Regions from separate parts of the Mus musculus genome. Here all the other regions are linked to region 3. A link is a contact called in public Hi-C and promoter capture Hi-C data. All regions are on one chromosome and are shown on one strand. Each heading gives the region's core, a stretch centred on a gene start, on an enhancer-like site or on the middle of the called end of the contact. The rest is flanking DNA. Distances are from core to core; before and after follow the strand shown.

Region 1 (4,191 bases), core at 1,370-3,869, 370 kb before region 3:
TCTTTTACTTGCTTGGTAAGAGTTATCCCAATACATTTTCTGAACTATTGTGAATGGTATTGTTTTCCTGATTTCTTTCTTTGTCATTTGTATATAGGAAATCAATTGATTTTTCTGTGTTCATTTGTAGGAGTTCCCTGGTGGGATTTTTAGGGTCAATTAGGGTATGTATATTATTTTTAGATGCCGTACTTTGATTTCTTCCTTTCCTATTTACATCCCTTTGATCTATTTCAGTTAGTCATCTAATTGCTCCAGCTAAGATTTTCTAATTTAATATTTAATTAATTTATTTATTTACACTTCAGATTTTATTTCCCTCCTGGTCCACCCTCTGACTGTTCTACATTCCACACCTCCTCCCTGCCACCCCCCCCCCCCAGTCTCTATGGAGACAATCCCCATCCTTCAACCCTGACTCCACCAGACCTCTAAACTCCCTGAGGCCTCCAGTCTCTTGAGGGTTAGGTGCATCTTCTCTGAAAGAACACAGACCTGGCAGTCCTCTACTGTATGTGTGTTGGGGACCACATATCAGCTGGTGTATGTTGCCTGGTTGGTGGTCCAGTGTTTGAGAGATCTTGGGGGTCCAGATTAACTGAGACTGGTCCTCCTACAGGGTCTCCCTTCTCCTCAGCTTGTTTCAGCTTTTCCCTAATTCAACCACAGGGGTAAGCATCCAGCTAAGATTCTTATGTGCTATATTGAATAGGATCAGAAAGAGTGGACATCCTTGTTTTATTACTGACTTCGGTGGAAATTCATTGAGTTTTTCCTATGTAGATTGATGTTGGCTGTGGGCTTGCTGTAAATTGCCACTATGCTGAGGCTTGTCCACCACATCCCTAATCTCAACAGAAGGAAGAGGTGTTGAATTTTTTCACAGACTTTCCTGCATAGAAGAAGATGATCATGTGGCTTTTGTTTTTAATTTCTTTATGTGGTGGATTTATCTTTTTGGTTTAAATATGTTGACCCATTCCTGCATCTCTGAGATGAAGCCAATTTGGTCATGGTGGATTTTTTTTTTTTAAATATGGTTTGTTTTTTTTGTGAGGGTATTTTATTGATAATTTTTGCTTCTACATTCATAATAGAAATTGGTCTATAATTTTCTGTTTGTGTTGTTGATTTTTTTTGTATGGCAATGATATCAGGGTAGTGGTATCATAAAAAGTATTAGGAAATTAACTTTTATGTTTTCCAGTTTGGTAGAGTACAGGTTTTTAAAAGTATGTCCTTATGAGTCAGTTCTTGGTGTTGGTTTTCGTTATCCCCCTTATCTCTAAATTTATTGATGTGTACATTCTCTTTCTAATTTTTAATTAGCTTAGCTAAGGATTTGGCAGTCCTGTAGATTTTCTCATAGAAGCAACTTTTCCTTTCCTTGATTCTTCGTACTTTGCTGTGCTGTTCCTACTTTGCTGACTTCAGCCCTGAGCTTTACTATCACTTTGCCATCTTCTCTTTTTGGATCTTATTCATTCTTGTTCTTATAGAGTTTTCAGATGTGTCACTAGGTTAGTAATATGAAATTTCTTTTCTTTTTCTTTCTTTTCTTTTTTTGATGTAGGCACTTAATGCTATGAACTTGTCTCTTTGAACTTCCTTCATTTTATTCCATATTTTGGTTCTGTTGCCCCAAACCCTCTCTCTCTTTCTGTCCACTTCTAAAGTTTTTAATTTTCTTCCTGAATTCTGTCTTGATACATTTTTCATTAAGTACTGAGTTGTTCGATATCTATAATTTTGTATATTTCTCTTGTTGATATACAGCTTTAATCTATGGTGATCAGATAGGATGCAGAGGGTTATTTTAATTTACTTGTGCCTGCTGAGACTTCTTTCATGTCTAAATGTGTAGTCAACTTTGGAGAAAGTTCTACGAGCTTCTGAGAAGAAAGTGTATTCTTTAGTGTTTGGGTGAATGTTCTGTAATTATCTGTTAGGTCTATTTGGGTTTTGACATCATTTAGCTCCAGGATTTCTCTAGTTATTTTTCTGGGTAACATATTTATTGGTGAGAGAGTGGAGGATTGAGGGTAGCCACTATGTGAGAATCAATATGTGATTTTAGGTATAGTAGTGCTTCTTTTATGAATTTGGATGTTCTTGTGTTTAGCATATAAATGCTTAGAACTTTAATATCATCTTGGTGGATTTTTTTCCATGGATGAGAATGTAGTTTCTTTCTCCATCTCTTTATTAGTTTTGGTTTGAAGTCTATTTTTATCAGATATTAAAATGGCTACACCTACTTGCTTCTTGTGTCCACTTGCTTGGAATACCTTTCCCCTGGAGTGGTCTCTTGATGGTAAAAACATAGTAGGGAAGTGGTTTTTTTTGGATGCAGCAATAAGATAAATTCTGTCTTCTAATCCAAGCTGTTTATCTTGTCTTTTAATTGGTATTTTCATAATGTGTAGTAAGAATGTGTAGAGAGAATTTTGGTTTCTTAAAAACCCAGTTATGTGAAAATGTTTTTGTTTTTGTTCCAGGTATGGGTTAAGAGGCTGTTTCACAACAGGTGATTATGATTTGCCTCTGGCAAAGGCAAGGGCATGATTTTTGTCAGCTGGAGATAATTTAATTCTGGAAAGTCTGGAGAAGGTATAAATGTGAGAGTCCCAAGAGGCCCTGTGGTAGCTGCTGCTTTCCCAGCTGCTGCCTTGCCTCTGCCTCTGCCTCTCTCTGCCTCTCTCTGCCTTTCTGCCTCTGCTTCTGCCTCTGCGCCTCTGCCTTTCCCCTGCCCCTGCCCCTGCCCCTGCCCCTGCTGCCTCCCTTGCCATTGGAGATTCTGATAAGGAGAAGAATTGATAAAAGAACTAGGTGGCCAGTTGTTAGGAATACTTTCCTTCATACTTTCACTTTCTAAACATTCAAAACAGTATCCACATTAATTTATTAGAACTATAAAATATGTTTTATAAAATACTGTCAAGTGTGCAGCAGACTCATGTCCACAACTTTGTGATTGAAGATGGTTGCCAAGTGCCTTGAGCAGGACCTGTCCAATTTAGTTCTCCTGTGAGAAGCAAGTTTGAAACAGGAATTTGGCTAGTGGAGGAACTGCCAGCCTCTCCTCTTAGATGAGTTCTCTGAGGGTGGAGCTTGTTATGGATAGTCTATGACACCCTGTCAATGCTGCTGTCTCCAGTCAACAAATCTTTCTATTGTGGAACAGAGCTTCAAACTGGGATGCAAAGGAACAATTCCAAGCTGTCAACATTGGTTGATCCCTGCTCCTGACACTCTGACTTGATTATTTTATTCTAAAGGGCAAAGGACTTCTGAGAATAATTATGTTGCATTTGGATTAACTAATTGAGACTTTGGCCTTTTTCTCTAGTTGCTTGTTCCTCACTCAAAATTAATTTGTTATGGGCACAGTGAGTTAATTAGCATGACTAGCTCCCTGGTCTCCATGCTTGCATTTTTAAGAGCTTTAAAGTCAAGGTACTGCTTACACAGGTGATTGGTGGTAGATAATTCTTGAGTTGTTATCTTAGGAGGGGTATTATCATATTATTACACATGTGCAATTATTTAGGAAGAAACAAATTGCCCTTTGCACCATGTTTTAAAGCATGTCAGATAGGACATATGTATGTATGTATACATACATGCATATATGTATATATGTATGCATGTATGTATGTATATACACACATATAGTTTGCTTGCATCCTGTCAACATTTTTAGATTGTACATGTTTGAAATGTGAGATTCCTAACTCCGAAAGAATCACATTTCTTGACAGGTAGCGACAGTAGGGTTCTCATTCATGAAGTGGTTATCATAACAAATAACTAGTGACACATTTGACTTGTACCTGTTGAAAATTTGAAGTGGTTCACCACTAGGGGCCACTCTGTTCTTGAAGCTTAAACCAACTCACAAGTTCAACAACAGTCGAACATTATGAATAAAATGGAGCAAGTTTGTAGGAATATAATATATGAATTATAATCATATTCTACTATTAATATACTAATGCTTGAAATATTCAGTTGTCAGAGTTTCTGTTTAAAGATGACTTTTTCTAGATACTGTACAAATCCATTATGTCACTGGACATGAGAAAGCCATTCTTCAGATCAGTAAAATTCTGCTAACTTTCCTAAAGGAGTTAGGTGTGATTCGATAATCTCAGAAGAGGGAGCCATTAACTTAATGTCTACATCAGCTTT
Region 2 (4,723 bases), core at 200-2,699, 290 kb before region 3:
GGAATAAAAAAGTCAACTAATGGAACACACATGTGTCCTCACAGATAACAACAACAACAGCAGTAGCAAATGATAACAATAATAGCATACCGAGACCTGATTCTAGTTAGCAGCTTACTGGTTGGTAATAAGAGATTGTTGGTATAATGGACATTCCTTTTGAGGGCGTTTTCCCTAAACAATCGTTTTAGATGAGGACATTACCCTCTCACAGGCAGATTATTCTCTCCAGATACAGCTGGTAAACCTCCAATGGCAAAATGTTCCGGAGTAACTTGAAATACTTGAGTTGAAAATCTGAGCTTCACCCCAGTCCAGCCAGATGTCTTTATTCTTCCCCAGGGTCCTGAGTCAAAACTTGCAGATGTTTTTAGTGATTACCAATCCTTTTAATCACAACAATACACCTAGTGTTTCTTTATATCAGTTCTGTTGCCAAAAGAAATTAGCTACTATTAGGGCTGCAGAGGAAAAGGAATTCTCTGCTATGACTTTAAAAGAGAACCTCACGGTGACCATTTATTTTCTGTAAACTAGTCGGTGCACTCAGAAGAATTTATCCACATTACTGTTCATGTTCAGCTACTTTCTGGGCCAACAAAGGATTCCATGATAACTATCTTGAAATCATTTGATTGACAGTATTATCACGGCAAGTGCCAGCCTAACCACATTCTGTTTTCCTTTTGCCTAAGACCTTAATGCACCTACTGTGTTAAAGCCTCCAGACAGGATCCAAGGCAAATTCACACCTGCGGTTGCTATGTTGATTAGGAGCTTGTTAGAGAGGAAATATCAAGACCCACTACAGACATGCCGAATGAGACTGTCTCCTAATGTGGCTCATGGGTTTATAGATGATCCCGAGGCATGATAAATTTGGAGGAATGGGGCCTACTTTTAGGGCTAAATGAGCTGAGGCAGCAATTCCCAACCTGTGGGCTGTAACTCCTTGGCAAGCTTTTATCTCCCCAAATATTTACATTATGATTCATAACAGCAGCAAAATTATACTTTTAAGTAGCAATGAAATAATTTTATGGCTGGGGTCACCACAACTTGAGCAACTGTATTAAAGTGTCACAGTATTAGGAAGGTTGAGAATCACTGAGCTAAGGGGATATGTTGCTAGTGTTACTCTGTAAGAATTGGAATCCAGAGTTCTGTGGAAGAACTGGGGCATGCTGTATTAGAGTCTCTATGATCAGAGGAAGTTCTCCATAAACTTGAGATCCAGGCTTCCAAGTCTGAGAACTCTCTGAATGGCATTGGTATCTCCAGGGAAGGAGGAGAGAATGAGGCCAGTTCTACAGAGGTTGGCAAAACTGCAAACTGATTGAGCTTCAGGGTGGGGAAGTGCTTTCGCCATAAGATAAAGAAAGTTGGCTGGGATGATGCTCACAGGAACAGCAAACAAATAAATCTCTCTGCAGATGTTCTTTCTTCCCAGTGCTCTGTGTTGTGGAATGCTAATGCACACATTCAGCATTGCCAAAAAACCCAGTGTGGAAGGAAGGGTGAGTCAGAAACTGAGAGGCAATGCCCTCACCAGTGGCCCAGCTACACATTTCTTGCCTAAGAAGTAACATAAAATGATTTTAGATAGAAAATCAATTTTGAAAAGATGGTTTCCTACTAACCTCCCAATGTAGTAGTTATTAAAAACAGTTAAATTTCTCTTTTTTGGGGGGGTGGGGGGTGAGGCAAAGTGAAGTCAGACTACACTGGGCTTAGTATTCCCCAAAACCAAAAATGTCTCCTGTCCTCAATCCCACAAAACAAAAATGTTCAGAGATTTGGGCATTTTAATTAATGTGCACCCTAACGCTACATCTCATGCTGTCACTATTAGTCATCTGTATAAATTATGTTTTAAAAAATGAAAAGGGTAAAGCATTCTTTATCCAACATTGTAGGAACCAGAAGTGTTTGGGATTTCAGGCTTTCTTCTCTGACTTTAGAATATTTTTCTATTTCTACTGAGATATGTTGGGGGTAGGATCTGAATGTGAACATTAAATCTAATGTGCCCCATAGATACTCTGTGCACATAGCCTAAAAATAATTTTAGAGTTTTCTTCGAAAATTTGTGTTGAAACAAAGCTCTGTAGTGATCATTTTTACCTTGCATCTTCATGTCAGTGTTTAAAAAGTTTTGTGCTTTCGAACATTTCCAATTTCAAGTTTCTATGTTAGGGAGGCTCCTCACGCATAGCTAAATAAAACACAAAATTAATGTGAAGCAGAAGCTTATAGAACTCTGTAACTGCCAGCTGGACTTATAGACCTTTGTAACTGCCATCTTGACTTATAGAACTCTGTAACTGCTAGCTTGACTTCATCTGTTTGGACCACTGGAAGGGTTTCGATGTTCTTATTGATTTTAATAAGCAAATGGCATAAATTTTTACATGTGAGTAAATTTGGTAGTAAAATATTAAGAGCACGGCAGATGGTCGTCCTGTGGAGCATATCCAGCAACATAACTTCTCTAGTGATTGGCCGTTACACACACTACTTAATCCTGGTACAAATTCTTCAGTGGAGGAGAAATATCAGGCTTGGAAACAGCCCAGTGCTCACTACCCCTTTGTGGTAGCTGGGAGAAATCAGAAAGATTTTTTTTTCCTTATAAAATTCTCCAGTGAAAAGGATCTGGCTTGCTGAGGCCTTGGGATGCTCAGGAGATAGTTTCTTACACTTTATTTTCAAATAGCTTCTCAGGGTTTGGTTTGGATGTACAATCTAAGTTTATTTGAACCACCCAAAGACAGATATATATGAACATTTATCTGTCATTTTGCAATCAAGGGAGAAATGAGCTACAGATTTTCTATTTTCTTTGCCAGAGGCAGTGACTGTACTAGCAACATAAACACAGATGTGAGGAGCCGTTCCATCGAAACCCCTTCAACAGCACATCGATATTCTCCCTTGAGATGGCTGGGTCTGGTGCTCAGTTTGGGTTTAAAATAAGTTATTTCTTATATCTATCTTGATATATTGGACTTGGTCTGAGAATAAAGCCATCACGGGTAATAAAAGTTTCACTTTAACCTTTAGCTACAATAAAACAAAACACCATTACCTTAAAATGACAGAGTGCTGTCGTAGTCAAAACACAGCCCCATGAAATTGTTTTCTTATCAAGACAATTCTAAACCATTAGAGGGGCTACCATTATTAGAGTTTTATAAATGAAGAAACAATAGTCTCCAGCAAGCGCAGCAATTATCTAAGTTTATAACCCAGAAGATTAGAACTCAGATACAGCTAACTTGGTCCAATCTGGTTTTTGATTTAAAAGCAAGGACATTGGTCACCAGGGAAACGCAAATCAAAATTCCAATGAGATTCTAGATCACCCCAGTCAGAACTGGCATCATTAAGAGAACAAACAACAGCAAAGGCTGGGGTGGACACAGAGAAAAAGGAACGTTATTCAGTATCATTTTGTTGGTGGGTGTTGTTCAAGAGACTCTGAAACATGCAGCCTTCTGGGATACATTCATCCATTTCTTTTAAGTTTTCCAGCCTAATGGAGTACACATTCTTAAAATATTTCCTTAAATATCCTGGATTTCTTTGACATTTGTTGTAATTCTTTCCTGTTCATTTCTGATTATTAATTTGGGTCCTGTTCCAGGAGATCTTTTGTGTACACTGTGCACAAAAGAATACAAGAGAAACATTGACACGCATAAAATAAGTAAATAAATGCTTTGTAAAAGCTGGGCAGGTGTGATATCTGGCTGTGATCCCACCAGCACTAGAGGCCAGCTGGCTACCTAGACAAGCTGGGATTGGCAAACTGAGTCCAGGGAGAGAGCTTGCCTCGATAAATGAAGTGAGGCATGGTGAAAGACGGCACCCAGTATCAACTTTGGGCTTTCATACATGTGCACACACATGAACATATACCACACATACACACACAGACACATACACACAAAATCCATACTTACATAAAAGAATAAATGAAATTATTTCTGTCAATTTTTTCTTTACACCTGAAGTTTATGTTAAAAACAAAACAAAAACAGAAGTAATAAGAATAATAGCACTGCACAAGAAACACTGTAGCTTTTCCAGAAGTCTCTTAACCAGGCACTCATCTTGACCAAAATAGTTTTCTTTGCCTCCTTGTAGAAGATGGTTAGGTTTAATGTGCTAGAAATCATAACTATACTACCAACCAGTGAATATGCCCACTATGGCTTCACAATAGAATTTATAAATAGTATTTCCTTATAACATAGGGTATAATCAAGAGATCTTGAAAACTGATAAACATTCAATTAATTATTAAATTTAATTATTCAATAAACATTTGCCTGTTTGGTCATCCAGATTCCTAAGAATGACACTCTAGGAAGCAGTTCACATTTCATCTGTGTTACATATGTCAGTTGTGATAATAATGACTGTGGCCGCAAAGCGCAACGTTAAACTTGGTTGTTGGGAACAAAATAAAAAAAAGGGGGGGCCTGGGGCCCTGGGGAAGAACGGAAGGAAAATGATGCCCACAGCCTGCCAGTTTCCCTATTCTTTGGTCAGTCAGGCGTGGGAGGGCTGCTATCTACCCTATCCACTCATTCCTGGGTGGGCATTCCTCTTATCTCACTTTTCAGGGGGTAGTCAAGGGGCAGCCCTTCTTGGGGACCCCACCCCCATCCCCCACCCCTGAGTTACTTTGCTAAAGTCACCAGGGTTGTGGGAGAGA
Region 3 (4,422 bases), core at 999-3,498:
AAGAGGGGGAGGGGGAATGTCTCACAAACACCTGTCATTAAAGCTCCGGGGTATCTGACACTCTCTTATAAACTTCACCCTTGCACCACACACAAACATATGCCCTTCTTTTCCAGAGACATACACTCTTACATATAATTAAAATTTTTCTTAATCTTTAAAAATAATAAAGAAAAGAAAAATAAGTATTATGCATTTCAGATTACTAATAGTTTAAAATTTAAAGTGCTTACCTATAAAACTATGGGATTAAAACCCATTATGTTAAATATACTTTGTGAAGATGTAACCAACAAGGTTCCCACTAATCTGCTGTCTTCCTTAGCCCAGAAACAGTTCTTCTGCCAAGTGACTTTCAAAATGTCCAAGAACTTCCACTGACTACTCAGCTTTGAAAACGCTTTTGTCAAAATACGTCACAATTCCTGGACACATGTCCAATTCACAGTCATGGGCTTGCAAAGGCATATAGAACTGATCCATGTGATTAAGTACTGTAAACATTGACTCAGTTAGATTTCTGGACTTTTCATAGTTCTTTCTTATAAGACACAAAGTTCCTCCAGCTAAATGCAAAGCCATTTTGTATGTCCCAGATATTAGAAAGAATTGAGGAATGTCATTTAAGTTGGGAAACACAAAGGGTAGAAGAAAAATCCTTGTGCAACTCCTCAGTCCGAAAGAGCAGGCTAGTTTGATGACAATTTTTCATGTTTACTGTCTCCTTTTGGGATACAAGGAATTCCCGGATGTGATAGTAATAACAAAAACAGGAGGGAACATACACAGGTTATCTTGACATCCTCTTCTTGCCTCTTGTTAACGAAAACAGTTCAATTCAGCGCAGCAAAGCAAGTGAAAACGTGCATAGGAACACATTAGAGATAGCAACTTCCATTCTGGTTTCGAACACTTACAAGCAGGTTGCCTCTTTAAGAGGGCTAAATGTAGTCTGTTTCTAAGCACATGACATTTGCCATTGTGAATCAAGACAGACAAGTGACACATGTCATTATAAGTGTATAACATTCTCTAAATTGCTACAAACATAAAAGAACATTCATAATTGAATGAAAATAATAAAAAAGAAATGATAAGACATGACCTTCTTCCTAGGTATGGTGGAGGAGGTTTACTGTAGAAATAGCTAGGCCCATGTGGGGAGATGGGGAGGGGAGAGGAGAGGGAAGAGAGGGAACCAGGTGCAGCAGCCAAGAGTCCAAAGGTACAAAGAGAGTGGGTAACCAGATCAGAAGGACAGCCCAGGTCTCTGTGATGGAGAGTTCAGGAAATGGGATGGGGTATGCCAGCCAGGAGGGCTCTGTAACAGATAGGGACCAAGGGATGCCAAGAGAACCTGGTAGCCAGTGTCCTCTTTGATATGGTAAATAGGCAACTCAGTCATTTGTCCCAGATTGAAACCTAACAATAATGCTGATTTTAACCTTTTTTTCCCCCCAAACCTTTCTTTCTTTAATTCTCCCACACTTCCCAATGAGCAAGTGTGCACATTAAAACAAAACAGCCATTGGAACCTGGAGTAGCTGATTCAATCATTTTTCAAATTACAGAGTATTATTTTCCGGTGTCGAATGTGCATTATGATTGAATAAATAGTTTGATTTTCAAAATAAAAATTTTTGAGCTTTTATTTGTGTCCTTTTACACTTTTCTTCTATAAATGTTGGCAGATAATCACAGGAGCTGTGATTTTCCATAGTTCAAGGATAAAAATCACATACAGATGTGATTTTATAAGACCGTGAACTCATTCGCATATGACCTAATATCCTCAAGAGGGTTTGAGCACATGTACTGGTGAGGAAACCACCATAATCAGGACCTGTGGCTATTGTTTGTCACCTCGATGTAAATATTTGCCCCAACCAGCCAACACCGGTATTTAAAAAATAAACAAATAGAAGTACAAATTAAACTTTAAGGCAAGTGCCAAACAGAGGAGCTATTTTTCCATTGAAAATGCCCCCAAGGAATTCTAGGCCCCTTGACTGGCAATTTGCACGTCTGGGTTTCCTTTGGCACAGTAAAGAAAGAGAGCTGCCCCTAGAGATCAGTGGTTTTACTAGTGAGGCCTCCAGCTTAGAAAGAAGTAGGAACATTCCTCACAAGATCCCTCCCCCAGCACCATGCTCAGGAAACCTCCTGGAAGCCTGGAACAGTCTACAAATTATACTGACGCCAGCTCCACAGTCCCGGACATAAACACAATAGGCGGGTGTGGGCTTATGGTTCCTGCCCACGATCATCACTGCATTCTGAGATCCAAAGTCCAGATAAGTGTGAGCAAGAAAAGAGCCTCACTTGATCCCGGTGGCAAACTTCTTTTCTCCTGCTTATCTAAGCGGGGCATTGGACCCCCTTGGCCCAGCGTTGAGGCGCCAGCTGTGTTCCTGACCCCTGAATAAATCAGGGCCAAAAAGAGCCTGGCAGGGCTCTGGGACACATTTCCTGTCACGGCCTAGGGAAAGCAGTTGGCCAAGGGAGTGTTGTGGCGGAGTTTTCAGCTGTTGGAGGATGAGGGCTCAAGAGAGGCGAGGGGAGGGCACACATAGTGGTAGAAAGGGCTGTAGAGGGCGGTGACTTTAGAGAAAGCTCCGTGCCCTCCAGCAAACCAGAGGACTTGGGAGCAGCTGCATGTTGAGTCTCCAGGATGAGGCCAGCGCTTGCCCTGTGCCTCCTCTGTCCTGCGTTCTGGCCTCGGCCAGGGAATGGGGAGCATCCCACGGCCGATCGCGCAGCTTGTTCGGCCTCGGGGGCTTGCTACAGCCTTCACCACGCTACCTTCAAGAGAAGGGCGGCGGAGGAGGCCTGCAGCCTAAGGGGCGGGACTCTCAGCACCGTGCACTCAGGCTCGGAGTTTCAAGCTGTGCTCCTGCTCTTGCGTGCAGGTCCCGGGCCTGGCGGAGGCTCCAAAGATCTTCTGTTCTGGGTGGCTCTGGAACGCAGCATCTCACAGTGCACTCAGGAGAAAGAGCCTTTAAGGGGTTTCTCCTGGTTGCACCCGGACTCAGAAGACTCAGAGGACAGCCCACTACCGTGGGTGGAAGAGCCACAACGTTCCTGTACAGTGAGAAAGTGCGCTGCGCTCCAGGCCACCAGGGGAGTGGAGCCTGCTGGTTGGAAGGAGATGCGCTGTCATCTGCGCACCGATGGCTACCTATGCAAGTACCAGTTTGAGGTTCTGTGCCCTGCACCTCGCCCAGGAGCCGCCTCTAATTTGAGTTTCCAAGCTCCCTTCCGGCTGAGCAGCTCCGCGCTGGACTTCAGCCCTCCTGGGACAGAGGTGAGTGCGATGTGTCCTGGGGACCTTTCTGTTTCGTCCACCTGCATCCAGGAAGAGACAAGCGCACACTGGGACGGGCTTTTCCCTGGGACAGTGCTCTGCCCCTGTTCCGGGAGGTACCTCCTTGCTGGCAAGTGTGTGGAGCTCCCTGACTGTCTAGATCACTTGGGAGACTTCACCTGCGAATGTGCAGTGGGCTTTGAGCTGGGGAAGGACGGACGTTCTTGTGAGACCAAAGTTGAAGAACAGCTAACCCTCGAGGGGACCAAGTTGCCCACCAGGAATGTAACAGCCACTCCAGCAGGTGCTGTGACAAACAGAACATGGCCAGGTCAGGTCTATGACAAGCCAGGAGAGATGCCACAGGTCACTGAGATTCTTCAGTGGGGAACACAGAGTACTTTACCTACTATTCAAAAGACCCCACAAACCAAGCCAAAAGTCACTGGCACACCATCAGGAAGCGTGGTCCTGAACTACACATCTTCGCCCCCTGTTTCTCTGACTTTCGACACCTCTTCCACGGTGGTCTTCATACTTGTGAGCATAGCAGTTATCGTTTTGGTCGTCTTGACCATTACAGTGCTGGGGCTTTTCAAACTCTGCTTCCACAAAAGCCGTTCCTCCAGGACAGGGAAGGGAGCTTTGGACTCACCAGGTGTGGAATGTGATGCCGAGGCTACCTCTTTGCACCACAGTTCTACACAATGCACTGACATTGGAGTGAAGAGTGGGACTGTGGCCTGAAGGACTGAGCTTAGGTTCTTCACTGGCTGGGTGCGCTCTTGGATCGGGACACTTAGGGAAACACCTCAATGCTCACATCTTGCCTAGACTTTTTCAGTCCCAACAATTGGGGAAAGAAGAAAATTTTCAGTGATTACTGTGGAAGTCCTCCTTCCCATACATTTTATTTTGTGCTAAATCTGAAAGAGACACTTGTTCCCTGAAAGGGGAAGAGGTGGAAGCTGTGGGCTGGTATTGGAAGACAGGGTAAAAAATGGCAAGAGACATTTTCCTATTCTCTGGGGGAATTTGAAGAAATGCTTGAATATTTCCAGTACTGGGAACAAATAAATAACACTATAATTTTTTGAACATTTCTTTTCATCCAAAAT

Evidence for each region. Promoter capture Hi-C pulls out the DNA fragments that hold promoters and counts their contacts. Hi-C and Micro-C count contacts between places; a contact is called where the count stands out from the background.
Region 1: a contact with region 3 is called in a promoter capture Hi-C map of second pharyngeal arch cranial neural crest, with 5 times the contacts expected there. The contact joins the enhancer-like site here to the promoter of Clec14a in region 3. A contact is called at or near these places in 18 of 39 promoter capture datasets (the 3T3-L1 cell line, 3T3-L1-derived adipocytes, the HPC-7 cell line and 10 more), 2 of 484 Hi-C or Micro-C datasets (embryonic fibroblasts and nephron progenitors), 3 of 115 datasets of contacts at active chromatin or transcription factors (cardiomyocytes, embryonic limb bud and stem cell-derived neural progenitor cells) and 2 of 9 other capture datasets (adipose tissue and embryonic stem cells).
Region 2: a contact with region 3 is called in a Hi-C map of uterus, with 3 times the contacts expected there. The contact joins the enhancer-like site here to the promoter of Clec14a in region 3. A contact is called at or near these places in 13 of 39 promoter capture datasets (the 3T3-L1 cell line, 3T3-L1-derived adipocytes, cranial neural crest and 7 more), 3 of 484 Hi-C or Micro-C datasets (all in uterus), 2 of 115 datasets of contacts at active chromatin or transcription factors (cardiomyocytes and embryonic limb bud) and 3 of 9 other capture datasets (adipose tissue, embryonic stem cells and pancreatic islet).

What each region holds. Positions count from the first base shown.
Region 1 is chr12:58,638,134-58,642,324 of GRCm38.p6, reverse strand. The region is part of intron 1 of Gm30687 (a long non-coding RNA gene); the gene reads right to left. Among named protein-coding and RNA genes, the nearest start is that of Gm40427, 120 kb to the right of the region's middle. Within about 2 kb of position 2,619, at least 2 of the 459 cell types and tissues checked have an H3K27ac peak or open chromatin away from gene starts, as enhancers often do. A contact at or near this core is called in second pharyngeal arch cranial neural crest, where this site is marked.
Region 2 is chr12:58,552,982-58,557,704 of GRCm38.p6, reverse strand. All of the region lies in intron 1 of Gm30687 (a long non-coding RNA gene), which reads right to left. Among named protein-coding and RNA genes, the nearest start is that of Gm40427, 37 kb to the right of the region's middle. Within about 2 kb of position 1,449, at least 30 of the 459 cell types and tissues checked have an H3K27ac peak or open chromatin away from gene starts, as enhancers often do. A contact at or near this core is called in adipose tissue and uterus, where this site is marked.
Region 3 is chr12:58,267,084-58,271,505 of GRCm38.p6, reverse strand. It overlaps Clec14a (C-type lectin domain family 14, member a), which reads left to right and starts at 2,248. Exons shown (of 1, transcript NM_025809.5): 1 at 2,248-4,422. The coding sequence starts at 2,672. The coding sequence ends at 4,051.